Linked DNA regions of Sus scrofa: regions 2 and 3 are each linked to region 1. Evidence: chromatin contacts called from public Hi-C data. All regions are on one chromosome and are shown on one strand. The core of a region is the stretch at or near the end of the contact, and the rest is flanking DNA. Distances in the headings are between cores, read along the strand shown.

Region 1 (4,936 bases), core at 615-3,114:
ACAGGCTTTTACCCACTAGGGTCTGCCACATGCAGACCTGAGACTACTAAGGTAATTAACTGGGGCCCCTACTAGGAAAGGCACCATTATATTAACTCCATGTTCTCTTCTCCAGTATTTGGTGCCAGCTATGTGGACTGAGGGTGGACAGGTGGGTTGGTCCAGCAGGCCAGGACAAAAACCACAGGCAGGGGTGCTGTTACTGCTTGTGTTTTGTTTAATGGTTATGACCTTCCCTGAATTTTGCCTGTTAAACATTTTTTTCCCTAGTCTGAGGGGAAGGAGTCTGGACTAGACAACAACAGTGACCTCACTGAGAAATGAGTTTGACTGCTGGGTCAGCCGTGAGGTGCTCTTGTCCTCCTCCTTTGTACTTCCATGAAAAATCGACTCAATACATACCTTGCTTATTCTTGATACTCTTTAGCTGCTGTTGTCTGTGTTGCATTTGTGGTATTTGGTTGCAGTGCACCACTACATACCTGACCCTAGGGATATTGCAGAAGAGGGGTGGACCAAGATTGCAAGGGCCATGCAGGGTATGTAAGGGGAGCATATGGTCAGGCCATGCAAGATGGCTGTTCTCTTGCTCTCTGTCCACCTGCTCGACCAGGCCCTGCTTCACTCATATTACTATCCAATCCTCTTAATTATAAGGCTTAATTAATATTGCCTACCTACTTGCTCCCTGCCCCAGTCCCTGGTTTCCCTGGTAACTGATGACCCAAACTGATGTCAATTCCCCCTATAAATGGTAGCCCTCTTCTGCCCCAAGTAGCAAAGTCTGCTGCCATGTCCTGCCTTCTATAGGTTATACACAGTGGGATGTCAATCCAGGACCTTCAGACGTGTGAGCGTCCCTTGTCCAATAAACCATGATGTTTCTGTCACTGTCTCTGGTCTCTTCATTTGGTCTTAAGGACAGGCAGCTGCAAGGCTTGCAGCCCAACAACTATCTAGTCAAAATAAGTAAGATGCAGGAATTCCCACCATGGCACATTGGTTTAAGAATCTTGCACTGGCACAGCTGCAGTGTAGGTTGCAGCTGTGGCTGGGATTTGATCCCTAGCCCTGGAACTTCCATATGCTGTGTGTACAGCCAAAAGAATAATATGTAAAAAAAAAAAAAATAGAGGAATAGAAGACTCTTTGTGTAGGTAGAAAATGATGGAAAGATACACACTTATAAAATCTTGTGACCTAGATAGCCCTCTAGCCTAGATAGTGAATGAATGGGCTAGTTTGTAGAAACATGGACTCGTGGACTCAATTCAGATGAACTGGTGACTTTATTGACAGTGATCACTACAAAGAAAGGCCAAAATCTTGTTTTGATTGAGTCATGGGTTGTAGTTGTGATTGTAACACTTAGTCTTTTTTTACTCTTTTAATGTCTTTTTTTACTCTTTTAATCCGGGGGGAGCTATAGGCATTTCCTAGAGCTGCCACAAAGAAGTAGCACAAACAGAAATGTGTGGTCTTATAGTTCTGAAGCCCACATGTCCAAAACCAAGGAGTCAGAAGGGCCATGCACCCCTGAAATCTGTAGTGGCATTCCTTTGCCACTTTGTGCTTTGGAACCAGCTTGTAGTGGTTTGGAGTTCCTGGGCTCGCAGTTGAATGTTTCCAGTCTCGATTTCATCCTCATGCATGTGTTCTCCCTGTTTATCTTCGTAACCTTCTCTTTTTTAAATGTTTTATAGTAGTTGATTTACAGTGTTGTGCTAATATCTGCTGTACAGCAAAGAGTCTTCATAACTTTCAGTTTCGTTTTCTTCTTTACCAGTAAACAAATACGAAAGGACTCCAAACTCCACCCACTTCAAGTCGCTCTAACCAAACCTGCTGCCTGCCTGCCTCTGCAGCAGTCAGACCCTGCCTGGACCATGGCGGTGATGCAGACTCCAGGAGGCCCCAGCCCCGGGCAGACCTGTGTGTTGATCCTGATCTTCACAGTGCTCCTGCAAGCCCTCTGTGTGGCCTTGACTTACGTGTACTTCACCAATGAACTGAAACAGGTCGGTACCATGTACACGTTCCCTGACAGAGGCTCTCAGCCACCCTCTGGATTACTGCCTCTCTGTTGGCTGCTCTGTGAAGATTTTACAAGGGAAGAGAATGCTTCCTTTCTCTGCCAGGGACTCTAACTGCTAATGCATATCATTTCTGAGGACTTTGCAAACATGAGTTGAAGTGATTGTGTGGACGGAAGGCAGTTACAGACGGCTCCACCAGTTACTAGCAGATGTTGGCAACTAACCTCCTGGGTAGCTTTTTTGTCTTCAACAGTACCTGTATGTGTATGTTATAATATTAGCAACTGCTACCACTCATTGAGTGCTTTCTGCTTAATGCTTTACAGTTGATGCAAATTCTTGGGTGAGGGGAGCTGTGTCACAACAGGGCAGTGTCTGCTTTTGCTTACTGTGATACTTCTAGGCACTAGCACATAGATCCCGTATAGCAGGTGTTCATTAAACACTTGTTGAATGAATAACCCACCTTCACAAACTTGGGGATCCTGCAAGTACATAGGGAGTAGGGTAGAGTTATAAATCACTTATATTTAATGGCCGTGTTTCAGATGTGGTTAATTCCAGTGGATTTTGAATACAAAATTACTGACTCAGCCAACTCAGTTTTTGGCATTTTGTGTATATCTTAACAAATTGTATGTTGTGGGGAACTTTGAGCTAAAAGGAACTTTGGACAACTCCATTTTATAGATGAGACTAGGAACTGCTAGAGAAATGATTTAGGCAAGCTCAGGCAGAACTTGGGAAGGAAGCAAGCTAGACTCAGGTCTTCTGACAGATAGTTGATGCTCTCCCCATGACAGCAAGTTACTGAATATAGCACCAATTTCCACAAATGATCCTCTATGCTACTCACGATTTGCAGAAAATGATTGCCATTAACTAATGTCTGGGCAGCAAAAAGGGTCAATGCTGCACACCTTGAAGTCTCTGAGCCAGCCAGCAAAGGGGTCCTTCACTGAGCTCAAGCCCTGCCAAGAACTGGCTGGTCCTAGCGTAGACAACCACAGTGTCTGTGATGGCGCCAAGGGCAGTTGAGTGGAATCCGCTTCTCAGAACTAAGGGCCTCTAGAACAGAAGAGCAGTGCAATAGCTGTCTCTGCTTCTAGAGGTATGCAAGTAAAAATAGCACCCGCCCTCAACGGCCAGATGTGGTTAGCAAGAGAACAGCCCCAGCCTGAGATGTGCTGGAGGAAATTCTACTTCAAAGTGTGAAAGGATGTGGAAAGGAAAGTGGGAGAGAGACACAGCATATTAACCATCATTAGTCATTCTTGGAATAACCATAGTGCCCCTCACCTGTGTGTCAGTCACCCATGTTGGCTAAGATCTGGAGAGGAAACCGTCAAATATGAAACATGTGGAAATGGGGTGCAGAGTGGCTGGGGCTCTGTACTGTTCAGAAATCAATATATAAGTGGAAAAATATCTAGGAGGAACCCATGATCTCTAGAAGGTAGGATTATGGGTGCCTTTTTTCCTTTTTATTTTTCTATATTTTACAAATTTTCTGCAGCAAACACTGTAAAAATTGCTATCCATATGATTTTCATACAGCTCTAAAGAACAAATTAAGACATTGTTATATAGTTTTAAGAGAAAACAAGCATGTACAAAAAAAATTGACCCCACACCATCTGATCTCAACCTTGTAAACAAGAGAGATTGTCCAAAGGTTAGTTAGGGGTGGAAATAGGGTGGATTTGTGTGTGTGGAGAGGGGGAAGTTGTTTTACCTTTAGAAAAGTATTCTATAATTTTCTATATTTTCCAGGCTGCCTGTATAACCTCAATATGTCTAGGCTTCATTGTAAATCTAGGGTAATAGTGGAGTCTCACTAGCTTTTTAGACCCCCTCCCATGTATACTTAGGACCTTACTCAGTTTTCAAAGTTCTCCCTCCCACCTCCTAAAAGTGTTTCTGAAAATCCCCAGAGGGTATCCAGAGACCACCTGGGCTGGCCCCTGCTCTTTTCCACCTTCTCACACCCCACTTTCCAAGGGCTGCCAGCTACCCTGACCACCAGATCGCAGCACCTGTCAAGTCTGCCTTGTTCTGCCCCTGGCCTGGTCTCCCAGGTCCTTGCCCCTCTCAGGTTGAGACAGTTGCCAGCCGCTGTGAAGAAGGAAAGTTGCTCCCTCCTTTCTGCATCATGCACAGTGTTTTGTTTCAAAAAGCTAGAAAACCGTGTAGGTCTGTTTATTCAGCTTCAGCAAATTGACGCCTGGCCAAATGGCACACAGAATCCTGACTGGGCAGGGCAATGGTAATAAAGCTGTTCTTCCTGGAACTGCCCCCAGGCCTTGAAGCTAAATTGAGCTCTTCTTCTCTGACTCCCCCCCAGTTTTTTAGACACGCTTTTATTTCTAAGTTAAGTTTCTTCCTTAGAAATGCTTTTCAGCTCCTGCATAAATCACAGATGAAAATTAATGTCTTGGGGGTGGGTAGAGACAAAAAAATGGTGTCAGGTGGCCCCCGCTATCACCCCTACTCTATCTACTAGGAGAATGTTTTACTCTTGTAATCTTAAAAAGGTGGAAAATAAACATTGACTTGAAAGTAAATGAATGTTCTATGCCAGAGTGTGGTGAAGGAATTAATTAACTCAGGTTTGTCACTTTTGCACTTGAGAGACCTGAGGAAATGTCCCAGGGGTATGTGGCCGACAGTTTAGATCCATATGATTCCAGCTGAAACCTCTTGTAAGTATTTAAGTTATTTTTATTTGGAAGGAAATTGTCTTTCTATAGTAGAGAGTAGATCATCATTAAATTTGATCCTTCAAGTTTTTGAGTCCCCTAAGTTTAAATAACAGATAAAAATGGCTATTTCCCAGGAGTTCCACTGTGGCTCAGCAGTAAAGAACCCAACTAGTATCTGTGAGAATGCAGGTTCGATCC
Region 2 (4,936 bases), core at 1,774-4,273, 210 kb before region 1:
CTCTAAATCGCCCATGTATAACTGGACTGCTCCTGTATATGTATTTTCATATTACTTAACAAATGTTTCTCCTCTAAAAGATTTCATGAGACAAATGACAAGTGTCAATATGACTCTGCACTATGAAAGAAAATCTTTTTTTCATCTATTCAAACAGGTGTTTTTATGTGTTTTTATTATCTTGAAGTAAAGTTCCAGAATATCAGGCAAATATTTGAGGAGGACCCATCTTACCTAGAGGTACATGCCTGATCTAATTTACATTTTCCTACCTTTTTAGATTAATAAAATATACAAATAACTTTCACCCGATTTTTATCAAACTAATAGTTTAAGGTATCTTAGCCTCATTCCTGTATGGTGATACCAAATAGTGTGAAGACGTACACACTAATAATAGACCTAAGCCTAATTGGGTACACACTTCAAAGTCAAGAAACTCAGCTACCTGTCTCAACTCTGCAATTAGTAGGTTAAGCCTCAGAGCCTTAGTTGCTACATTCAGTAAGAGAGATAACAGAATAACTCAAATACAAATCTGATAAACACTGAAGAGATGATGTTTTCATTTTATTTTATTTTTATTGTTAGGGCCACACCTGCAACATAGTTAGTTAGCAGGCTAGGGGTTGAATAGGAGCTGCAGCTACTGGCCTATGCCACAGCAATGCCATATCCAAGCTCCATCTGTGACCTACACCACAGCTAACAGCAAAGGCAGATCTTTAACCCACTAAGCGAGGCCAGGGATGGAACCCGCATTCTCATAGATACTAGTCGGGTTCGTTACCACTGAGTCACAAGAGGAACTCCCTAGATGTTTTTAAATGAGTGACAATTATCATTCTCATATACTATTGTAAGTGTGGACATCATTTATTGTCTTACTGTACATCCATGTCTATCATTACTCTAAGGCTCTCCAAAGGAGTGCACCAATAGTTGTTAACAAGAGTCTTTACTTAGAATCAATGATAAATTCTTTACAGCCCTTATTTTTTTTGTTAACTCTCTTACACTTAAATGTTTCCAATGAAAAAGAAAGGCTTTAAATAGGCTTTCATTTAAAATTCCCCCAAAAGAATGTTAAAAAGAAAATGAAATGAACTAGCCGGAGTTCCCCTGTGGCTCAGTGGTAACGAACCCAACTAGCATCCATCCCTGGCCTCGCTCAGTGGGTTAAAGGATCCAGCACTACCTTGAGCTGTGGCGTAGATCACAGACAAGGCTTGGATCTGGCATTGCTATGGCTGTGGAGTAGGCCAGCAGGTTTCTATCCTTAGCCAGAGAACTTCCATATGCTGTATGCAGCAAGCACAGCCCTAAAAAGAAAAAAAAAAAAAAGAAAGAAAGAAAGAAAAGAATTAGCCTGCTTTAAGGAATGGAGGAGGGAGACCTTAATAAATCAAAAACACCCTGAGTTTATATTTTTCACCTATGCTTCTCTGTTTAACAGGTGGGCGGTTATAAATTAAAATTGTTGAGCCCGTCCTGGCTCAGCGGAAACAAATCTGACTAGTATCCACGAGGACACAGGGTCCATTACTGGCCTTGCTCTGTTGGTTAAGGATCCAGCGCTGCCGGTGTAGGTCACAGACCTACTGGGATCCTGTGTTGCTATGGCTATGGTGTAGGCCAGCAACTACAACTCTGATTCCACCCCTAGCCTGGGAAGCTCCATATGCCACAGGAGTGGCCATAAAGAGAAAAAAAAAAATTTGAAATTGTCTGTGATGATAACTGTACATGACCAATTTATTGCCAAAACAGCTTTAAAATTTAGAAAGAGCTGTATAGTAAACTGATGACACAACAACCAACAGTCTGATTACAGACTGAAATACACTAATGGCATTTTCACATTCATGTATTCTGTAAGTTTTTAAATAAACACAAAAGAATTAGTGTTTATAAACTCATACAGATTATTTCTCAACTGAGCACATACTCAAGGAGCTTCTGATAAATACATACTACAACACATGCCTCTTTTCATCACGAAGATAAAAGCTGTCATTTAAATATTCACTTTGTTTTCTTTTACTTTTTTTTTTTAGGCAATCATCTGTCAGGGTGGAGGAGCTAAATGCCCTACTGGTTTTATTGGTGGTGTTACTGACAATAACGTGATTGCTAACATATATGACACTTGATTAACAAGTAACTTAATATGCGGCATTGTTCTAAATCTTAAGACAGTGTCCTTAAACATCTAACTTGCGTTTAATCTTTGCGACAATTCTAAGAGGCAGGTTCTATTACCATATCCATTTTTTAGATCAAGAAACCTAAAGCAGAGAGACCAACACCCCCCAGGTCAAACTGTTAGTAGCAAAACAAGGATTCAAATCCCGGCTGAGTCCCGAGGCTGCACTTTTTGAACCACTAAACCATACTTATCTGTACCCAGCGTGGGGCGCCAAATGGGCGGGCGTTTTACAGAAATACTAGAAACTAAACTTCCCACAGAGAAGACGCCGGAGAAGAATCCAAAAGGGAAACCACTAAGTAATCTGAGATAAGCTCCCAAAGGCCGCAGCTGCCGGCCCCTAGAACCACAGCGGCCAGTGCGGCTCTCCAAGACCCTCCTCCCAACAGCTGCCCCCTTCGCCTAGAACCTCTTTAACAGAAAGCATCCAATTCGGTGACCGGTGAAGCTTAGCAGCCAGGTGGACTTCGGGCTCCCACTCCTCCTCCCGGCCCCCGCTGTTGGCAACCCGGCCGAAAGTTTCCCAAAGCCGAGAAACCTGGGCTGGGAGCTCCGGAATTCGCGGTCACCGGGGCGGGGCCCTGGGACACGAACTGAGCGGCCCGCTGCTCCGGGATCGCCAACCCATTCCCACCTCCGCCTCCCACACCTACAGAGCCCTCACCACGCTCTAAAGACGCCCTGAAAGTTCCACCACTTCAAACACCAAGCCTTCTCACCGTTACCGCCATTCCTCGCCGGCGGCCACTGCCAATTCAAAAAAGCAAACCGCTCTCTCCAAAAGCCATGCCGATTGGCGCGTGATGTCAACCTCCCTCCCATAGGCTGGAGCCTCTAGGGGGAGGTGATTGGCCGCTGTTCTCCGCCCACCTCCCCGCAAGCGCCGACTGATTGGTTGTGCGTGTGTTTCAAATAAACCCAACGGCTCCGACGTCGGAACGTCGGGAATGGGTAAAGAAGTGCCCGGATGTGACCAGAAGATGGCGGTAGTGGCTACTGGGCTTCTGTGGGAGTAGCAGGTGTGTCTATGGCTACCGCTTGTTTTTTCAGTAAACATCCTATTTCGTAAGGAAGGTTTAAGTTCCTCAAAAAAAACTTTTTCACCAAATCCTTTAAACTTAATCAGTGCCTTGATAGATGAATTTTCCCCCATTGCTTCTTGTGAGCTCTTTAAGAGTTTTCTGCTTGTAAACTTTTTGCTTTAAATTTTTAGTTTGGTTGTGGAGTTTGGGGTTTGGTTACTGTGTTGGCCTGGCAGGGCTGAGGACAAGGGAACTCGCCGGCACTCCAGGTGGACTTCAAATCAGCAGCCGCTTATTTAAATCCTGATTTATGCAAAGCAAGTGTGTCTGGATTAAGGAATTTCACCGGTGATTAGAAAAATAAATTCTTAGTGTTTCCAGGACTTCCTCCCTCCCTCTCTCCCTTCCTCCCTCCCTCTCTCCCTTCTTGCACTTGAACAGTTGTAAAAATATATTACGAGATTCTAGAATCTCCTGGAGTTAAAGTAAATTGCTTCCAGTTGCCCCCCTCCCCCTACACACACACCCTGAGATTTGCTCCTTTCCTCTGAGGTCTAGCCAAGAATTTGTTTTTCCAGTAATTACTATTGCTATAATGAAAATATTTTATTTTCTTCATTTCTAAATATAATGCCCTGTAATACAACCTCTTAAAAATTTGCTTCCCAAAGATCAGTTTTGCATAGTCCCTACCTAATCCTTGGTTTAAATAAAGGAAGAAAGGACAATCTATTGCTGGAAGCTTAAATTTTCATAAGAGGAGGAAAACGTGTATTTTGGAATGTAACACTTCTGCACAACTGAAAGGGTCGTCAGGATTTAGAATTTTTCCTAATTTTGTCAGGTCACTTAGAAAGCCTAAGAAGTTTATAACACATTCCACAAAATGAAAGAAACAGTCTGGTAATTATTTGTTTCCCTTTATAATTGAAGAATACTTACAGTCTGCCCCTCATTTAATGTCATGATAACTGTTAGGGCAAAAGAAAAGAAAACCAGTAATTGAAATTTCACTTTGGAATGTGCTTGCATACTTCAACTAGGGTGTGCCCCAGCATTCCAAAAAGCCTCATCACTGAAAATGTATTAAGCTAGTGAAGAAAGCAACCTGTGCATTGATCCCTTTTAGGGTTTGCGCCCAAATCTAATAATTGCCCATAAGATATCACCATGCAAATTGTGTACTAGCTTAACAAAAGCTGTGCTTGATTTCCTTTTCAGGGTTATATGGCAGTTTGACTAGCAAATAAACAAGTAATACAGTCTTCTAACATTTCCTAACTATGTTACATCCTTTTCCATTTTCTAGGCATGTAACCTCAAGCAAGTTATTTAACCTCCCTATGCCTTGGTTTGAGTTTATATAAAAAAGTTTATATAAAAGTTTACATAAAAAAGTTAATATATGTAATTAAAACATATTCTGGCATATAAGAAACATTGAATAGATGTTAGCTGTTAGTAATTCTACTACTTTTACTGGTACTGTGGATGCTGCTAGTACCATTACTGTTATCTCAGCTGAGGCCCTTTAATTTCCAGATGTAATGGATGGTTCTCTATACTGCCTTCTTACACCTCACCACAGAAGCCATGGCACCTGTTTCTGTTCCCCTTGCCCTACCCTTCCCCAAATCCCACCCGACCCCCAACCCCCAACAGACAAAGCTTGATCCAACAAAGACCTCCATTGTATTCTTTTCCT
Region 3 (4,936 bases), core at 996-3,495, 170 kb before region 1:
CCATGATGGGAACCCAATCAAGCTGGTTTCATTTTTAAAAGACTTGTAGATCTCCAGAAGAAGCACTGAAAATTATAGTGGTTTCTTTGTGTTTTTTCCTTCTTCTTAGTTTCTATGTCTTTGTGCACTGCTTAAGGGAAGCTGCATGGCACTTACTGGCAGAGATAAATATTGGTTCCATCACTTACAAACTAGAAGACCATGAACAAGCTGCTCTGGGCCTCAAAGGGCTCATCTGTAAACTGAGCTTGTTATTACTGGCTAAAGATATAAGGATAGGTCAGGTGTTGGGGGTTTTTTTGTTGTTTGTTTTGCCATCAGCTTTAAGATCAATGATTTTATGAATACAATAAAAATTCAGGATAAAAATATTAAAGTCTACAAAGTAAAACCTTGAATTATTTTACAGATTACCTGAAAGCAAATTGTATTAATCAATCCAGGTGTCAGCTTGGTTGATAGCTCTGAGATTGTCTATAGTCACCTGTAGAGGTTAGCTTCCAATTCTAACCACATACATTCACTCACAAACATATACGTCTCTTTCTCTTTAGAGTTATATGCTTAGCTAGTTATAAAAAAAAAGAGATATAAAATTATGATCTCAAATTGAATGCTTGAAACATCATTGAAGTATACCCTTCATGTAAATGTTTTCTTCCTGGGAGTTCCTATCGTGGCTCAGCGAAAACAAAACTGACTAGGATCCATGAGGATAATAGATTCTATCCCTGGCCTTGAGGATTAAGGATCCAGAGTTGCCGTGAGCTGTGATGTAGGTCACAGAGGCGGTGTTGCTGTGGCTGTGGTGTAAGCCAGAGGGTACAGCTCCGATTTGACTCCTAATCTGGGAACTTCCATATGCTATGGTGTGGCCTCAAAAGACAAAATAAAATTAATGTTTTCTGGAGTTCCCATCGTGGCTCAGTGGTTAACAAATCTGACTGGGAACCATGAGGTTGCGGGGTCGATCCCTGCCCTTGCTCAGTGGGTTAGGGATCTGGCATTGCTGTGAGCTGTGGTGTAGGTTGCAGACGTGACTCAGATCGCATGTTGCTGTGGCTCTGGTGTAGGCCGGTGGCTACAGCTCCGATTCGACCCCTAGCCTGGGAACCTCCATGTGCCGCAGGAGCGGCCCAAGAAATGGAAGAAAGACAATAAATAAATAAATAAAATAAAATTAATGTTTTCTTCCAAACTTTGAATGGTAAACCAACTTTCTCCCAATAATTTCTTCAGTCCCAAATTATTTCACTGATTTGAATTTAAATTTAAATTACTATATCACAGTGCAAAATTATAGGTACCAAGTGTTTTAAGGCCTTGATCAGTAAGTTTGGAGTTATTCTCTAACCACCTCCTTAAAACTGTTCTCCAGTTTTTTCCTTCTGGATCCTTACTTGTAATTCTGCTCATGAAGTTCTCTCACATTCTATATCCACCCTTCTCCCCTATCTTTAATAGGAAATCTGGATTCAAATTCTTTTTTGCTTCCATGGACCCACTGAAAGAATTTTTTCACATGTTATTTCCCCATTTATTTATATTAGTGTAGACTCCTGAATATTTATTGTATTCACTTATTATAATCTATTATTATTTATTTTGATGATAAAAATTGCCCCAGCTTTAGCCATTGGGAGATCCTTCAAGATGCCGCAAGTGTCCATTTGACTAGTTCCCATCTTTTTTTAGCACCTTCTCTTCCAGAACAACATATTCATCCTATACTTTCCCTGTCCCAGCCCTGTAATCAGCCTTTTCTCTGGCCAAGAGTCGTGATTCCTTCTATTAGAGAATAAGATCTGGAAACCAGGATTTGGGTGCTAGTTGTACAAGTGGCTTATAGCTTGAGCTATACAAATTTATTATATTATTTTCCCCCACAAATCAGCTAGAGTTTACATTCCCTTGAAAATGTTTGTAGAAGACAGTGAATTTTTATTATCTTTCTCATATCAGACTCCATTTTGAGTCAGAATGGCCTGCGTGCTTTGGACAGACATAAACTCATCACACCGAAACTATTCTGGGCATGTTTCCCTTTGGGAATCTTCAGGAAGAAATCCTTGGTCACAGGCGTGCAGTACCGGCCTATGTCCTCCAGAGTCCGCTGTGCTACACCCAGCACAGCCCCAGAGCTTTCTCAAACCTGCATCCTCTACAATACTTTGCAAGGACACCTCTTTGCGTAGAGGGGGCGCGTCAGCTCTCTGACTTCCTCCCGACGCCGCCTCTGATAGGCTTCTGGGCAAATAAGAAACCAGTGAATGAGCTGCAGGCCTTTAGAAAAACTTGCCTCAGGCCCTTGGGTGGATTGCCCTTTTCTCCTTGTCAGCCGGGCGGGATAGCCAAGCCGGTAGAGGATGAAGTCGTCTTGTGTCCTGCTTACCGCCCTGGTGGCGCTGGCCGCCTATTACGTCTATATCCCCCTGCCTAGCTCCGTGTCCGATCCCTGGAAGCTGAGGCTGCTGGACGCCGCTTTCCGGAGCGCACAGCAAGTGGTGAGACGCAGCACATCGCTGATTCTCTCTCCCTCCTCTTAAGCAGTATTTAAAGGGGGAAACAGAATTTCCAGACTTTGTCCCACGAGAATTTGTATTTTTCTAACGCGATGAGGCAGTTGCTTTTTAAGGTGGTTCAGGCCGGCATTTTCAGGGTGTCGCATTCCCCTCCTTGCTAGCAGCGGGCTGGATCTGTGTCTCTTCGTCTGTGTTGGGAACGGACAAGGTGAAGTTCTGGAATAGAATTTGACTCCTGTTTAATACTTCGTCTTTTCTAAATGTCTCCATTCTTTCTGGGTTTGCAGCGCCAAAAACCAGTTTTACAGCATTTTATAAACCACCCCTTCCCCATTTCTGTTCACCCGTAGGGGGCGGCGGACAGTGAGTTAAGTGTTTTATTAGGAAGGTTCTGGGAAAAACAGTCACTGGTTACTGGGAATGCGGCCACCTTAAAAGCCGACTTGGGCAAGGGCGATCTCCCAGCATCCTGGCAATGGAGCCCTCCATTACCAGGGGCAGCAGGCAAGGCTCCTCCAAACACTTGGGGAACAACACAGATCTAGCATTTCATGCGTGGCACTCATAAGCCCAGCCCAGGAAAGGAGGCTAAGAGGCCTGGCTGGCTGGCTGGAGGCCAGATTTGTGGAGGTGGTAGCAGCAGGTGTTTGCATAATGCATTTGTTTTCTGCCTACCCTGAAACGTTTAGTTTATGTCCTTGACTGTAGAGGAAATAACCTTTGCCTGAGCCAGGATACCTTGGCTTACCCTGGCATGATCACATTTCTCTCTACTATATCATGGGTGTGTATTTCTTTAACTCCATAGACAGGAAAATGTAACTTTCTGGTTTATTCTATGTCAGAGACATTGTTAGTGCCAGAAATCCAAACTCTAAACTACAATCTGTAGTCAAGGCTTAGCCCTATAATTGAACAGTATTTCTGAGCAGCCTACTCTATCTAAACTTTTAACCCTCCTCCAAAACCAAGTCTCCTCCCTTCCCCCAACCTTGGGCTTTGGTCTTAGATTATTTTTGTAAACTCCTTTCAAGAATGACAACTAGAGGAGTTCTCTTTGTGGCTCAGTGGTTAATGAATCTGATTAGGAACCATGAGGTTGTGGGTTGATCCCTGGCCTTGCTCAGTGGATTAAGGATCTGGCGTTGCCATGAGCTGTGGTGTAGGTCACAGATGCAGCTCAAATCCTGCTTTGCTGTGGCTGTGGCGTAGGCCGGCAGCTACAGCTCTGATTGGACCCCTATCCTGGGAACCTCCATATGCTGCGGGTTCGGCCCTAGAAAAGGTAAAAAGCCAAAAAAAAAAAAAAAAGGAAAAGAAAAGAATGACAACTAGAGAAGGAGAAAAAAAAAACATGATTTTCTTAGAGGGTTAATTTTCTTTTTCCACAATTATTCTAATTGTAGGATTATATAGTCTCTGAGGCCTTGACCAATCAAAGAGCCCCTTAACTAGGATATCATAGCACATTCCTAGGAGGACTTTGCTTTTCTTGAATCCAGCCACATTTTCCACTTCCAAGTCCCCTCTTGTCTCTTAGGAAGGGTCTATGAGGCTCTAGAGCCTCTTCCTTTCCTCCTTCTTACTATGATGTTAACATGGTGGAGGAATGACCATCCTCTTCTCTGGCAGTGATTCCAAGGAAAGCGATCTTCATGCAGGAAGCCCTACAATTACTCTCTTCTTCCAGAAATTATGTAACTGGTCAGTAACACCCTTTAAAGATTCTGGGGTACAGTTATATCTATCTGGGAGTCTTTGGCCTTCTACAATAAAAAGAATAATGACTAATAAGAATAAGAAAAAAAAGAAAAAGAAAAAGAATCAAACTACCATGTGGCCACAAAGATTATTCTTACTTTTATGGTCACCGAAGAAATCCCTATCATAATTTGGGAAAAGCCAGGTTTGGAAAAAAAGGCTTTCTTCCCCAGTGAAGCAGGTCTTTGGACTGGATGGCCCTCTGCAGAATGTGCCTTCAGCTGGCATTTGGAAATGATATTGTTTGTAATGCCAGGTCATAGAGATATAAGGTAACAGAGTGTCCTCACTTGACACTGTGGCTGGGGGGTGTGGTTGGGGATTGCACAGAAGTGGCTCTCATCAGTTGTCTTATGAATTGTAAAATGTCAGAAAGATCATTCACACCACAAGGAAGCATATTCCACCCAGGAAAGCTATTTACCAATGTCACTTCAAATTGTCCTGGGGAAAAGGCAACGTGGCTTGACACTTGTTAGTAAATAAAGCATGACTGTTAAAGTTAGATTCATGCCTCCCTGAATCCCATCTCAGCCAGGCCACTTAGTGGCTGTAAGACCAGGCTATTTAATAACCTTCTCTGATCCTCAGTTTTCCTTGTAAAATTGGGCTAATAGCTACCTTTTAAGAGTGCTGGAACTGGTTGTAGTTCT

What was found. A called contact is a pair of places that touch in the nucleus more often than the background predicts.
Region 2: a Hi-C map of alveolar macrophages shows a contact between it and region 1, with 1.9 times the contacts expected there. The contact joins the promoter of ECT2 here to the promoter of TNFSF10 in region 1. A contact is called at or near these places in 2 of 47 Hi-C or Micro-C datasets (alveolar macrophages and subcutaneous adipose tissue).
Region 3: a contact with region 1 is called in a Hi-C map of mesenteric adipose tissue, with 1.8 times the contacts expected there. The contact joins the promoter of NCEH1 here to the promoter of TNFSF10 in region 1. A contact is called at or near these places in 2 of 47 Hi-C or Micro-C datasets (heart right ventricle and mesenteric adipose tissue) and 1 of 2 datasets of contacts at active chromatin or transcription factors (alveolar macrophages).

What each region holds. Positions count from the first base shown.
Region 1 is chr13:111,035,180-111,040,115 of Sscrofa11.1, reverse strand. It overlaps TNFSF10 (tumor necrosis factor (ligand) superfamily, member 10), which reads left to right and starts at 1,864. Exons shown (of 5, transcript NM_001024696.1): 1 at 1,864-2,018. The coding sequence starts at 1,887.
Region 2 is chr13:111,246,302-111,251,237 of Sscrofa11.1, reverse strand. ECT2 (protein ECT2) reads right to left here and starts at 3,023. Exons shown (of 26, transcript XM_021069804.1): 1 at 2,874-3,023.
Region 3 is chr13:111,204,594-111,209,529 of Sscrofa11.1, reverse strand. NCEH1 (neutral cholesterol ester hydrolase 1) reads left to right here and starts at 2,245. Exons shown (of 5, transcript NM_001243484.1): 1 at 2,245-2,504. The coding sequence starts at 2,367.